Regions from separate parts of the Danio rerio genome. Here region 2 is linked to region 1. Evidence: chromatin contacts called from public Hi-C data. All regions are on one chromosome and are shown on one strand. Each heading gives the region's core, a stretch centred on a gene start, on an enhancer-like site or on the middle of the called end of the contact. The rest is flanking DNA. Distances are from core to core; before and after follow the strand shown. Region 1 holds the start of LOC100537455 (androgen-dependent TFPI-regulating protein). Region 2 holds the start of cdh23 (cadherin-related 23).

What was found. Hi-C and Micro-C count contacts between places; a contact is called where the count stands out from the background.
Region 2: a contact with region 1 is called in a Hi-C map of embryo, with 5 times the contacts expected there. The contact joins the promoter of cdh23 here to the promoter of LOC100537455 in region 1. A contact is called at or near these places in 2 of 18 Hi-C or Micro-C datasets (caudal fin and embryo).

Annotation. Positions count from the first base shown.
Region 1 is chr13:46,138,803-46,145,711 of GRCz12tu, reverse strand. LOC100537455 (androgen-dependent TFPI-regulating protein) reads left to right here and starts at 3,886. Exons shown (of 6, transcript XM_021480894.3): 1 at 3,886-4,048; 2 at 4,122-4,253; 3 at 6,242-6,343; 4 at 6,455-6,570. The coding sequence starts at 3,896. It overlaps fam83ha (family with sequence similarity 83 member Ha), which reads left to right. Exons shown (of 9, transcript XM_073920282.1): 9 at 1-1,220.
Region 2 is chr13:46,340,003-46,346,911 of GRCz12tu, reverse strand. cdh23 (cadherin-related 23) reads right to left here and starts at 2,970. Exons shown (of 70, transcript NM_214809.1): 1 at 2,786-2,970; 2 at 1,467-1,701.

The DNA.
Region 1 (6,909 bases), core at 2,637-5,136:
TGTCTGATTATACAAAGAGTGCTGCCTATGCTGAGATAGTGAAAATCCCTGAAAGACTTACAAGGCTAAGCAGATGAACTGTGTGCCAAAAGAAACAGGAACACAACCCTTACCAGATGGAATAAGCTTTCGATCGGGCAGGATATTACTTATTGTGTATGTATATAGCTGTGAAACACATTTCTGAATCTTTCGTAATTATCAGGATATCTGTCCAGAAATTGGGAGTTGGTAGATATATGGTAAAAAAAGTGTTGTTTACCAAACAAAGAGGTACAGTAACTAAAAAGTGAACTTGCTGGTTACAAAGCATGTGAGCAATGCAACCCAGGCTCATTCTGGTTACGCACCCCACTATACAATTCTGGAGAGAGCGAAATACGTCCCAGGAGCTACATTTTTTGCAGTTTTTGTTTTCGCGAATCCACCAGAGGTCGCTGTGTATGCTTTTTCACATTTTAAATTTGCTATTCAGATCAGTGCTATTTACGCCTGCTGTTCTCACATAAATCCACTAGAGGCCGCTGTCGACTGACTATTCACTGACTGAATGTCTGATCGACTGACCCATTCTTCCCCTACCCTAAACCCAACCAAAGTTTTAACCGCGGTGTTTAAAAAAGCAGTCCAGAACAAGGAAAGCTCTCACCTGATTTTTACACATTTTAAGATTCTCACCCTGTTATTTACTTGTTTATTTGATTTTTTAGCTTTTGTTTTTGTCTTACCTGTTTTCTGGAACCGTTCTTTACCGAATTCGAACCCCGTTTTTCACGGTCAACTCTGATCTGCGTCTCAAGTCCATACATGTCGAGCTACTGGACAAACTGGTAACAAAGGGAAAGCCGTTCATACGGAGATAAGCGGTCAGCTGGTAAGCGAGACAAGGAACAGTATAATACCTCCCTGTACCATTTGTAATAAAGATAAAATGCAGCCATATGTAGCTCTGCCGATCTCCAGGAACATATATAGGGCTATGTTTTCAGAATGAGCCTATGTTGGAGCAATGTGGACCGGTGGTGAATATGTGAAACTGCAAGGAGTAAATTGTTTTGGAATTCTTGAAGACCATATAATGTTCCAGCATGCTAACAAGTTATTTCTTCAGTGTCAATATAGCTACAATAGAAACATATCTCTAAAAATTTTACTTTTTATTATTAAAATGTAATTATATTATAAAATGTAATATAATTATTAAATGTAATTATTTTTTGCCCAAGTGTTTGTAATATTTTTAAAGCAGATCATAATAGCAGATCAGATCTGGGCACACTTTTTTTTTTTTTTTTTTTTGTGTAGTCAACTTAAAGCAATGAGAGAACAGCAGAAAATATGGAACAAACCAAGTATGACTAGAGGAAGCTTTGGACAAGGAAAGGGAAATGAATCAATCACAAATGCAGAAAACAGGAAAGAACGTTCCTCTAGATGTTTATCCATCAGTAGATTGTTATATATATATATATATATATATATATATATATATATATATATATATATATATATATATATATATACACACACACACACACACACACAGTATATTTACATATGTACATGCAATAGAATGTGTAGCAAAAAATACCTTTTTGGGGATTTTGTTTTTGCTGTGTTGAATGAAATGTGCAATATTGTGAATAGTGGGATGATGTACTGATGTTGATTTATTTAAAATTGTGCAATGTAAAGTTGTTAAACAATAGTTAATATAGTGAGACCACATCTGTTGATGGTTCCCATTATTTACCTGTGTTGAAATGCCTGTTACATGTTGCCATCCATTTTCTAAAGATTGTAAATCTAAATCATGTTAAAGTAATACGAGGTCTGTTACACTGACACGAAAATAAAACTGAAAGAACAAGTTTAAAATATCAAAATCTGCATTGTGTGTTATGGGAAAGAGATTTACTGTGAGAAACCTGTTTAAAATGTGTACTTATTTTAAATGGTATCATTATGGATATTTACATTGCCTGACAAATCTTGTCTCCTATCCAAGTTTTAGGATCAACAAATAACTTGACTTCATTCATTCATTTTCTCCTCGGCTTAGTCCCTTTATTAATCCAGGGTCGCCACAGCGGAATGAACCGCCAACTTATTCAGCAAATTTTTTTACGCAGTGGATGCCCTTCCAGCTGCAACCCGTCTCTGGGAAACATCCACACACACACAGACTCATACACTACGGACAATTTAGCCTACCCAATTCACCTGTACCACATGTCTTTGGAATGTGGGGGAAATTGGAGCACCCGGAGGAAACCCACGCGAAGGCAGGGAGAACATGCAAACTCCACACAGAAACGCCAACTGAGTCGAGTTTCGAACCAGCGACCTTCTTGCTGTGAGGCGACAGCACTACCTACTGCGCCACTGCCTCGCCTAAATAACTTGACTTCTAGTTGATCATTTGATATCAGAAGTGGCTCATATGAAAAGCAAAGGCCTCTAGATCACACTTATTTTACAAAATAAAATATGATTATGCCTCGATTCTTAATTATTTAATTAGGACAGTAAGGTCTGGCTTTGCTTAGACAAAAGTCTTGTCACTTAACATAAATAATGTACTGTATAGAATATAAAGTCATACTGCAGTTGAAAAAGAATTAATATTTTGTATGACTCCCATGAGCTTGGAGGACTGCATCTATACATCGCTGAAATAACTGATTAATAAAGTCATCCTTGCAGGACTCCCAGAGTTCATCAAGATTCTTAGGATTCATCTTCAATGCCTCCCTCTTCATCTTACCCCAGACATGCTCAATAATGTTCATGTCTATAGTGACTAGACTGGCCAATTCTGGAGCACCTTGACCTTCTTTCCTTTCAGGAACTTTGATGTGGAGGCAGAAGTATGAGAAGGAGCGCTATCCTGATGAAAAATTTGCCCTCTCCTGTGGTTTGTAATGTAATGGGCAGCACAAATGTCTTGATACCCCAGGCTGTTGATGTTGCCATCCACTCTGCAGATCTCTCGCACACCCTCAATACTGAATGTAACCCCAAACCATGATTTTTTTCTTCACCAAACTTGACTGATTTCTGTCAAAATCTTCAGGTTCCTTTAGATCTTCAGCAGTATTTGATTATTTAGAAGCAGCTCAACAGATGATTCATCGTAAAATTCTACCTTCTGCCTCTTTTCCAAATAATCAACTAGAAGTCAAGTTATTATTTGTTGCTCTTACAACTGGGATCAACGACAAGACTTTTGTCAGGTAGTGTATATAACAAAAACCTGTCATTAATTACTCCATTCCAAAAATGAATAAAGATAAAAGTTTTTGTTTATTTGTTTGTGTTTAAAGACAAAATAGTTTATTTTTATTTCATCAAAACTACTTGGGACCAGTTTTATTATGCAACCTGTTGCTTTTTATTGTATGTGGAAAAAAAATAGTTCAAACACACTAAATCATGACAGAAGTGTTATCTTTAAGTCAATTATTCTTATAATGGTTGCTTTCCTTTACGTAGTTACGTGCTTTTGAGTGTGCTTACCTAACTATGTGACGTGATCTTTAATTAGCTCGTGCTGCAAAAAATGTGAATTATGCAGTTAAGCCTAAATTCATCTTCGCCAAACCAAATTACAGAACACACTTTTTTTAGTCCGTGATATGTAATCCTGTGTTACAAAATGATGTATATGTGACGTCACTTGAAAAAACACAGAGCTCTTTGTGTGGATTTGTACTTTTGTAATGGCATGTCAAATTCACTCGTCAGTTTAGGCTAATCTCTCAATATAAGCTTTTCTTTTTTCTTAAATCAGCATTAGTTCCACTGGCTTGTCCCAAAGTCTCCCACAGCAGATATAACAGTGCAGATCTCAATAATGAAACTGGTATTTCAGCAACAGACTTTGACTGCAAGCATGGCTGGTGTAATGAAGACATTTTGCCACATAGCTGCTTTCAGCTGGTATGCCTTTATAATTCAGTGTATTTATGCGAAGGATGTTTCAGATCTGCCTTCTGGGATTTTTGTTTACGGCGGACCCTGGAAATACCTCACGTTTTTAAACCTAGTAAGATGCTATCCATGTTTTTGTTCTGTTTTCGTGCTGAAAAAGACTTGCTTTGTAAACTGTGGTTTGTCAGGTCTTACAGATGGTGTTTTTTGGACTGGCGTCTGTGAATGACCTTCAGCCTGTGGGGAAAGGCTCAAAGATGTCTCTTCTCTGCCTCTGCAAGGACTTGCTCTTTTCGGTCTTTGTGTTTCCAGTGGGAATGGTGAGTGTGGGTATTTACTGTAATTAATTGATTGTTCTGTATTTAATTGATTGATTTTTATTTGATTTGATTTTGAGGTCATTTATGGTGAGGTTGTGACATTTTAAGTTTATGTGTCTGTACAAGTGATGAATCTCAAGTGTGTTGAGGATCATTATTCCTTTGAGGATTTAACTTTCCTACATTGTACATGTGGCATGCTCTTGAAAATCTTTCAAACACTCTGAAAATAGATTTTAAATTAAGTTTTTAAGCTGAATCAAATTAACTTTATGAGTCTATTGAACTTATATTGTCTTAAACTGACTTAAACGGTTTGCTTAGCTTTTAAAATGAGGTTGGAACATGATTAACTTAGTTTAATAAGTTACAATGAACTAAAAACATATGTTGTCATGACTAATTGATCATATACATTTTAATAGTGTTCTAAGTTATTTTTGATTTAGTGTGAAAAGCATTATAATAATTTTAATAACCATATACACTCACCGGCCACTTTATTAGGTACACCTTTCTAATACCGGCTTGGACACTCTTTTGCCTTCAGCCTTAATCTTTCGTGGCAAGGTACTGGAAATATTCCTCAGAGATTTTGGTCCATATTGACATGATAGCATCACACAGTTGCTGCAGATTTGTCAGCTGCACATCCATGATGCGAATCTCCCGTTCCACCACATCCCAAATGTGCTCTATTGGATTGAGATCTGATGACTGTGGACGCCATTTGATTACAGTGAACTCATTGTCATGTTCAAGAAACCCGTCTGAGATGATTCGCACTCTGTAACATGCAGAGTTATATAGCTGGAAGGACCCATCAGGAGATGGGTACGCTGTGGTCATAAAGGGATGGACATGGTCAGCAACAATACTTAGGTAGGCTGTGTTGTTGACACGATGCTCAATTTTTACTAATGGGCCCAAAGTGTACCAAGAAAATATCCCCCACACCATTACACCACCATCACCAGCCTGAACCGCTGATACAAGGCAGGATGGATCCATGCTTTCATGTTGTTGACGCTAAATTTTGACTCTACCATCCAAATGTCGCAGCAGAAATCGAGACTCATCAGACCTGACAACGTTTTCCAATCTTCTGTTGTGTAATTTTGGTGAGCCTGTGCGAATTGTTGTCTCAGTTCCCTGTTCTTAGGTGACAGGAGTGGCATGTATATGTGGCATGTTCTTGAATATCTTTCAAACACCCTAAAATAGGTTTAACGTGGGTTACCATCCTGGATTTCAAAATGAACATTTCAGTAAAAATTCGATTTCAATATTTAGCATTTTAATAACTTTAACAACCCTATATATATATATATATATATATATATATATATATATAGATAGATAGATAGATAGATAGATAGATAGATAGATAGATAGATAGATAGATAATATTTGTATTTATTATTATCATTATTATAATTATATACATAATGATATAATTGTGCATGGGTGCAACACTGTATGCAAAGAAAAAGAAAGAAACAGGGTCAGTAGAAATAAAAATCATCAGTAGAAATTTAAATAAATTGATCGAAATTAGAAGTAACCAAAATGAACTAAATTGTAAGAATATGTGTAGTTCCAGTGTGTGCAAGCCTACAAAGTGTTTTGCGGGAGAACAGAATAAAATAATGTGAAATTGATGCAATTGAAAATATATATAATAACAATGTCATGAATTAAAAGAATGAGAACCTGCTAAAATTGCATTCATTACTCACTGATACGTGCCTATGTGTTGCACAATGTTTAGTTTCAACAGAATGGGTTAAAGGGCAATGGCGTTTTTAAATAATGATATTACGCCATCTACAGGTTATTACTGGTAATAACATAATTTTAAAGAATTGATGAATATCGTGTCGTCTTCAGTCTTTAAATAACAAATGATTGCAATAAATGTTTGACATTGTAAATACTCCATATCTTAATAATTGAGTTGTTGTTGGGTTTTTTTTATTTGTCTTAAGTTTGTAGTTCTGCTGTTTTGGCTGATTTTCGCATATGACCGACAGCTGGTCTATCCTGCTTCAATAGACAACTTCTTCCCTCCATGGCTGAATCATGCTATGGTTTGTACTCTATACATGGTAGTTTTTTTTATGTCAATTAAATGATCAAAGAGATGGATTTTTGGGGATCTGTATGCAAAACCAGTCACATTGTACATGTTTGATTCACAGCACACAGTTGTTCTGCCAATCTTGTTTGGTGAGATCCTGCTGGAGCCTCATGTCTTCCCCAAAACTAAAAATGGTTTAGCGGCTTTAGGAGTGGTTGGTCTCGCTTATTTAGGATGGTGAGTATGATTTGTGCTCCGCTGTAGTCTTTGTAGTGTCTATATATGACTGAGCTAGTTATTCTTGTATTGAATGATTTAAATAAATAATAATTATTATTCATTATTGTTTTGTGAACAGACCACAAAAACAATGCAACTAATTCTTGAGCAATAAATTGTATGAAAGTAATACAAAAACACACATATAATGTATTTATACAATTTGTTTTAATGTAAGAAAAATTCAGGAGACAGGTAAAAAAAAAGAAATATAGTCTTCTTACTTACTCACAGGGCCATTTTAGATTAACGTTGTTATTTAGCCCCACCATGTTTGTGTTTCACAACATCTAGTTT
Region 2 (6,909 bases), core at 1,721-4,220, 200 kb before region 1:
CAACTTTAAATAAACATGTTACAATAAAATAAAATAAAATAAACATCCAAATAAAGATCTTTCACATTATTAAATTAGGGTTAGGGACTGTGACTTCCCAAATCAAGTGTACTTAACTGTGGTTCCTGGTTAATTATATTTCCAATTTGCATTGCAGATCCTGCAATGTGACTATTGCAGGTTTGCACATTGCGATTTCAATGCTAAAATGATATATTGTGCAGCCCAAATACAATTCATTCAACGTTTTCAAATGAATGCCCAATTGTACCATAAAAACATTTAGCTACTTACAGTACATTTTACATAATAGACATTCATCATTAAAAGCTGAAATTGAGCTCATGTTTGTGCCTATATGTACAATACAGGGCTCTGCCTTTTCTCATTTAATTGGTCATCTCAGTCACTGTTTTGACATTGATGGACACCGACAGCATTTCTGTGGTCCTAAAAATAAACTAAACACAATATGTGTATTAAATATTGGCCGTTTACTCAGGGTGACTTCTTCCACAGCAGTTATGGACCTTCTTTAAAATGCTGCTCACGTGTTTTTGGATAAAGTTTATGACTTTTCTATGAAAGTTGTTTCAGCGTTCCCAAAACTGATCAAAAGTTGGGAGGCAAGTCCTAGAATTGACCCACTACATCTTTGTAATCGATAAGTTCACAGAGTTCACCAGAACAAGTGCAACCAGGGCCAAAGGAACCAAAAGGTGAACAATTACAAATGCTCAGAGACTACCATAGCTCAACTTTCAATCCTAGTTTATATTCAGCTCAGTACAGAACATTTAACTCCGTTTCTGAATTAAGACATAATAATATGTTGTAATCCCAGACCCACATCATAGCATGAGGGATAAACAAATAAGCAACTGGCATGGATGGCTGTAGCGCACTTATGCATGCACAGGAGATCCAGCTGGAAGTCCATATGTATTCTGATAACATGCATCACCAATTACCTCCTGCCACCACATTATAAACTCCCATTGACACTTATGGCACGCCAGCTATTCCTCTCTCATCAACGTCTCCATCAGTCATGGTAACACATTAAACGCTGACACGCTGTTTTATTTGGTCTTCAATAAGTTTCCGGGAGTAAAACCCCTTCACGAGCTCATGGCAACCCTGCTAGTTCACCCTCATGAGCTCTCATGACACATGAATAAATAACGACTCGCGCAGCAGGCGCGCGCACAGCCACCCGATACGCGCTACATCTACGCAAAATAAAATAAATAACTTATAAACGTCCAAAGGTTTACATATAAATGTTAATATCTAATAGAACATTAAACGAAAAAAAATATGACCAACTGAAAGCATGCATCAATTTAATGTCACAGTCTAATTTGCTAACTATGTGACAATGAAGTAAAGTTATCAATAAAAGTGGCATTTATATAGACTTGTAAGCAGTTTTCCAGAGTAAGTGAGAGTGTCAGAGCTCTTACCTGCTGCCTCCTCCTGATCAGTCCGGTCCGTGCGCTCTTGACAACCGACCGACCGACCTACCGAGCGAGCGCGCGCGCTAGTTCTGCTGCTGAGAGAGTGCTGGTTCTCCGCGTGCGCGCACTCAATGCTCTCTCTCTTTCCTCTCTCTCTCGCACACGCATCATCATGTTGCGGTTTCAAGTTTAAAACAAGTTGAATGCTGCATGACTGAGCAGGATTGTCGGGTGTCATTATCTGCAAGAAAAAAAAGTGCATGCTATAGACCATTTCTATGTAGTGATGCATTGGCCCATGAACATTTCCTGCTTGTTGTCAAACTATTTTACCTGTAATAAGAGGTAATTCAGTCATATCTCAACGTTGAAACATATGTCATTATATTTATCCATATAAATAACCTATAGTTCTCGGAAGCTATATGGAAACTAAAACACGTCAAGACCGTTTGTTTACATCACTATAAATGATCTATAAATGTCATTTTGCGTCCGTCTGCAATAAACTGTTCACATGTGAAGTGTTAATTTATCATTTGCCATATAAATGATATTAAGCTAAAATCTAGGTTTATTCTGTGAAAGTTAATGTACAAATAAAACTTTCATCAAATTAAAACAAAATGTTTATCTCGATAGCTAATTTAACTCATGAGACTTTTAAAGACATTTGTCAAATGTCTCAAAGATGATAAAAACTGCATTTTCTTGTGTTTTATTTGTAAAGTCGCATATTTTTTATGTTTAAGACTAATAATGGTAACAAGGGAGGGCCGTTTTTTGTTTGTAAATCATTTAGACAGATTTGTTTAAAAAAATGAATAGCAAACAATTTTAGAATTTGCAGAATATTTTTGGGTAAAATGTTTTTTGCAACACTTTTATTTAACTTTTAAAGCAACCAAGTACTGCCGTTGCTTGTTTATTTATTTACTTAATATTATTTATTATTATTATTATTATTATTATTTGGGGGGGGGTCCTACTGGGGTTTGGGGTGTCCTTTGGTACTTCTACTGTTTATATTCTGCTGACAATTTATTTTTAGGGAATCCGCTGATCTGGCCGTTAGCATGTCTGAAACTTTCTCCTCTGCACAAAGTGTAACATTAAAAACAATACATTCAACAACACTCATACAGTCAGACTCGGTAACTGACAATCTGTATGCAACATAAAACTAACATTCTTCTAACGTCTTATACTACTGAAATGTGATAAAATTATTCTTCATAAGAAGCGCAGCTGGGCCAGTTGCACCTTTGCTATTTCTTTGCTGCCATCATGTGGACTTCGCTATAAAATAGCGGTAAAATACTCACCTTCGTGCTATTTCAGCAAGCCTTCTATACCTCTGACTTCTAACTGACAAAGTGGATTTTTTTTTGTAAAAACGAACTACAAATGTGCGCCATAAAAAAAGTACTTCTTGAGTCTTGTTGAAAACAGGGCTGAAATGTACAACTTTATACCAACTTTTTAACCAATGATCTAGTCGTCGTCATTCACTTCCACGTGCTTTTGCTCAAACAAAAATGGCGCCTAGTTCGTCGACATTAAATAAGAACGACAGCGATTGGATCTAACATGTCACATGACTGACCGCAAAACAACATCTGACAAACGCTATCCCTTATTTAACAGTTTTCTGTTGTTGACATTTCTGATGTAAATTACCTTTGAAAAGATCAAATGTTGAAGTAATACCAATCTTAGGCAACAGATTAAAACGTCAGATGAAAAAAAAATGTTTTATGGAGAGAAGAGTTACCAACAATGTAGGCTACCACACTTTTTTTCGTATTTAACTAATTTTATGTTTTATTTACCTTTTTTATTGATTAAATATGGGAGTACAGAATTGTACAGTATACAGGGGAATTAACAAAAAACAATCATGTACATTAAGTGTTAGTTTTTTTCAGCAGGTGGGATGTCTTAAGAGCTTTAGGATTACTCTGTATTGAGGTCAGTAAACATAAAAATTTTTAGATCAATAAAAAAAAATAATATTTGGTACAGTCAGCATACATGTTGTTTTGTGAATGTGGTACTTTCCAAATAACTTACGGATTTTTGTTATTTTATCCAATTCTAATAATCCAGAATTGCAATCCATAAATAAACCATTTTTCAGTTATATTGACACATTTATGATATACTTCAAAACTTCTGACCAAAACTATTTTGTGTGACTGCAGTTGAAAAATATGGCTCTGGCTCCATTTTACAAAAACATCTCAATGGTGAAAAACCTTAATTAAACGCACTAATAAAATCATAGCATGGATAATATCTATGCAATATTTTTAAATTATTTTCATTTACTTTATTAGAAATTATGTAATTTTTATATTATCTGACCAAAGTTTTGGGAGGCTACCACACTCAAGCTACTTGTCATCAGCATGTGTGCTTAATCTAGGTTTCACCAACAGGTAAGGTGGAATTATTTAATCTATTTAAGAGTTTGTATTGTGATGATATTGAAACAACAGATCATTTTGTTTTTTTCACTATATGTTTGTGCATGCATTATGGTCATGATGGCTTTACTCAAATAGAGAACGAAACCTGAAAAAATGTTCAGTTTAGTATTTTTTTATTCCCCCAACATTTGTGTAATATATTTATTTATTTACCAGCCTGCACTAAAAGTTATCTATATATTTTTTTTTTTATGCAGGAATTTGTGGATTTTTATATACCTTTATTTATTTGCATATTTATTTATTATTTTATTTATGCAGGAATTTATGGATTTATTTGTTCATTTATTTACGCATTTGCATATTTATTTGTTTATTTATTTCTTGTTTTTGCAGGTTTCGTCCTCCATAGGGATTCCACACGACTCAGGACCTTTATTGTGTGCGGCATCATTTATAGACTTGTAATGGACAGTAAAGAAGATGCCTTCCTAATCAACAACATCCTTATGTTTGGAACATTTTAAATAACACAAAATATTTGAAGGTGAAAGCAATGTTTTGCCTTTTATAATGAGATTCTTTTATATAAAACCCCTCAAGATAATAAAAACAAAAAGTGCAATTAAACTTCTGTCTTTTAAGTAAATTACAGGAAAACCCCTAATCCTTTTTATTTATTATATTTAGTTCTGTATTATTTTACATATAATTATTTTATGTAACATATTATTTATGCAGGTAATTTGTTTTTATTTGCACCTGTTTTTTATGTAAAGACGTAGTGATTGTGTTGTACATAACTATATGTTCAATAAATAAAAAAATAATAAAAAGCGTGCTTGACTCTACTTCCCTCTGCTGGACAAACTTCAAAATAATAGAAATATGGAGGAATGCAGTGCTTGCAGGAGCAATATATTAATCAAATGGTGTAACTATAAATACTAAAGACTTCCAACTTTCAAATTGAAAAATATCAGATGCCATTAAAATGTTTATTTTACACAAGTTCAATACTTTAAATGCTTGCTGCTCACATGATGATACAGGCCTACTTTCTCCAATAGGCTATCTGGATGCAGCCCTTATGGTGCAAGCTGAGACTGCATATCTCAGTGATGCAATGTCAGACAGAATGCACTTAATGGAGCTTGTCATGTCAATGTGAGGGGTAGGGTTATGGGTGGGGTTAGGTGAGTGCATTAAGAGCATGGGAGGCAGCTCATATTGCACTGCACCAGGTCTGCATTCAGACCCCTCTGACTTTTTCTCTGGCAGACATTAATGTCAGTGCTTGTACTGTATATTACTAAAATATTATTCCTTATATTTTCTAATGTACCAGTGTTTAATTTTAACTGTTTTCCTATAGAATATAGGCCAAGCTTAATTTTATCATATAGTGCATTTAAAGTACAATATTTAATTTTACAGTGCATGAAAGTTGAAAGCTTATTTGGATCAAGACTTAATCTATAAATACTCTTGTTTTAATGGTCAGTAATCTAATTTTAAACTATTATATGTTTAATGAAACTAAAGAATAAAATTGAAACAGGGATTTTCAAACTTTTGTGGCCTGCAAAGATGTGCCCTATAGAGAAAATGTAAAAAAATATTTTAAAAGTATTATTGTGAATAAAAATAAATAAATAAATACATGAATAAATTAATGAGGAACTATCAAGTAAATACAAAAGCTGTATAAAAGTATTGTAAAAGATAAGATCGGTCCTAATTAGAGTTAGGATAAACGTAAATAAATTAAAACAAATAAACAAATAAATATAACAGATTAAAATGTATAATACAAATGTTATTTAAATAAATTTCGGTAAAAAATGTATTTTCCATATAATATTTTACACTAAATCATTATATTTACTTTATACATCTAAGAATCAAAACATCTTATACATCTAAGATCATTTTCACATCAAACACTGCTGGTATGACATTTTTTACCACAAGAGGGCAGCAGCAGTCCATCGAGAAAATAAAAATCTTTATTTCTGTGATGATGAACTGAATTTATTCATTTGTTTGTTTATTTTAAATAAATCTTTATTTAGAAAAGAGGAAATGTACAATATAAATCAGGAAGTAATTTGAAGAAGACTGGAATACAAGAATATATAATTACAATATGATAAGAACAATAAGTTAAAAAAAAAGTAATAGAAGAGAAAAAGAGAACAAAATAAGGAAAATGGAAGCACAAAATTAAATTAAATTTAAAAACACAGGGAGCATTAATTACTAACATACTGGAAGCATGATATTTTCATAACTTTCTATTAACTTGCAGAATTTTTTGTTTATAGATAGACGTATAAGCAAGGAATCAATTTCAATTAAAAAATTAGCAAATAAGGGAGAGGATTTAAGAATTTTTTGTTTGTGGATAAAGAATTTTGCATATAATATAAAAAAGTTATATATATATATATATATATATATATATATATATATATATATATATATATATATATATATATATATATATATATTATTCTTGGGACTAGAATAATAACAAATAATATCTTTCAATTTAAAGATTTGTTTTGTTGATTGGGATTTATTCAAGTAATTATATAGATCTGAACAAAACCTTTGTGCAAAACCTTTGTTTCCTCATTTTCCTGACAGAAAGGATTAATGCAGGATTTCATTTGGGAGTTTATCTTGCTTTAATGCTGAAGAATACATTTTGCCTGCTACATATTTTACAAATAAAACAAAATGCATGTTTTTTTTTTGTTTTTGTTTTTTTTTTTGTTATTGATTAAGTTAAACAAAATTTATTCATGTTTCTTATGCAAAACAGTTTAACCCCCGATATTTGTAGTTATACTGTTGGTATATGCTCAAAAGTTTTCTCACTGGCTGTCTGAGCTGAGGTATAGGCTGTGAAATGTTGTTAAAGAATAATGTTGAAATAGATAAATAATGTTTCTTATGCCAAACAGTTTAACTGTGATTTTTTTATTTTTTATTTTGTTATTTTTTTTTTT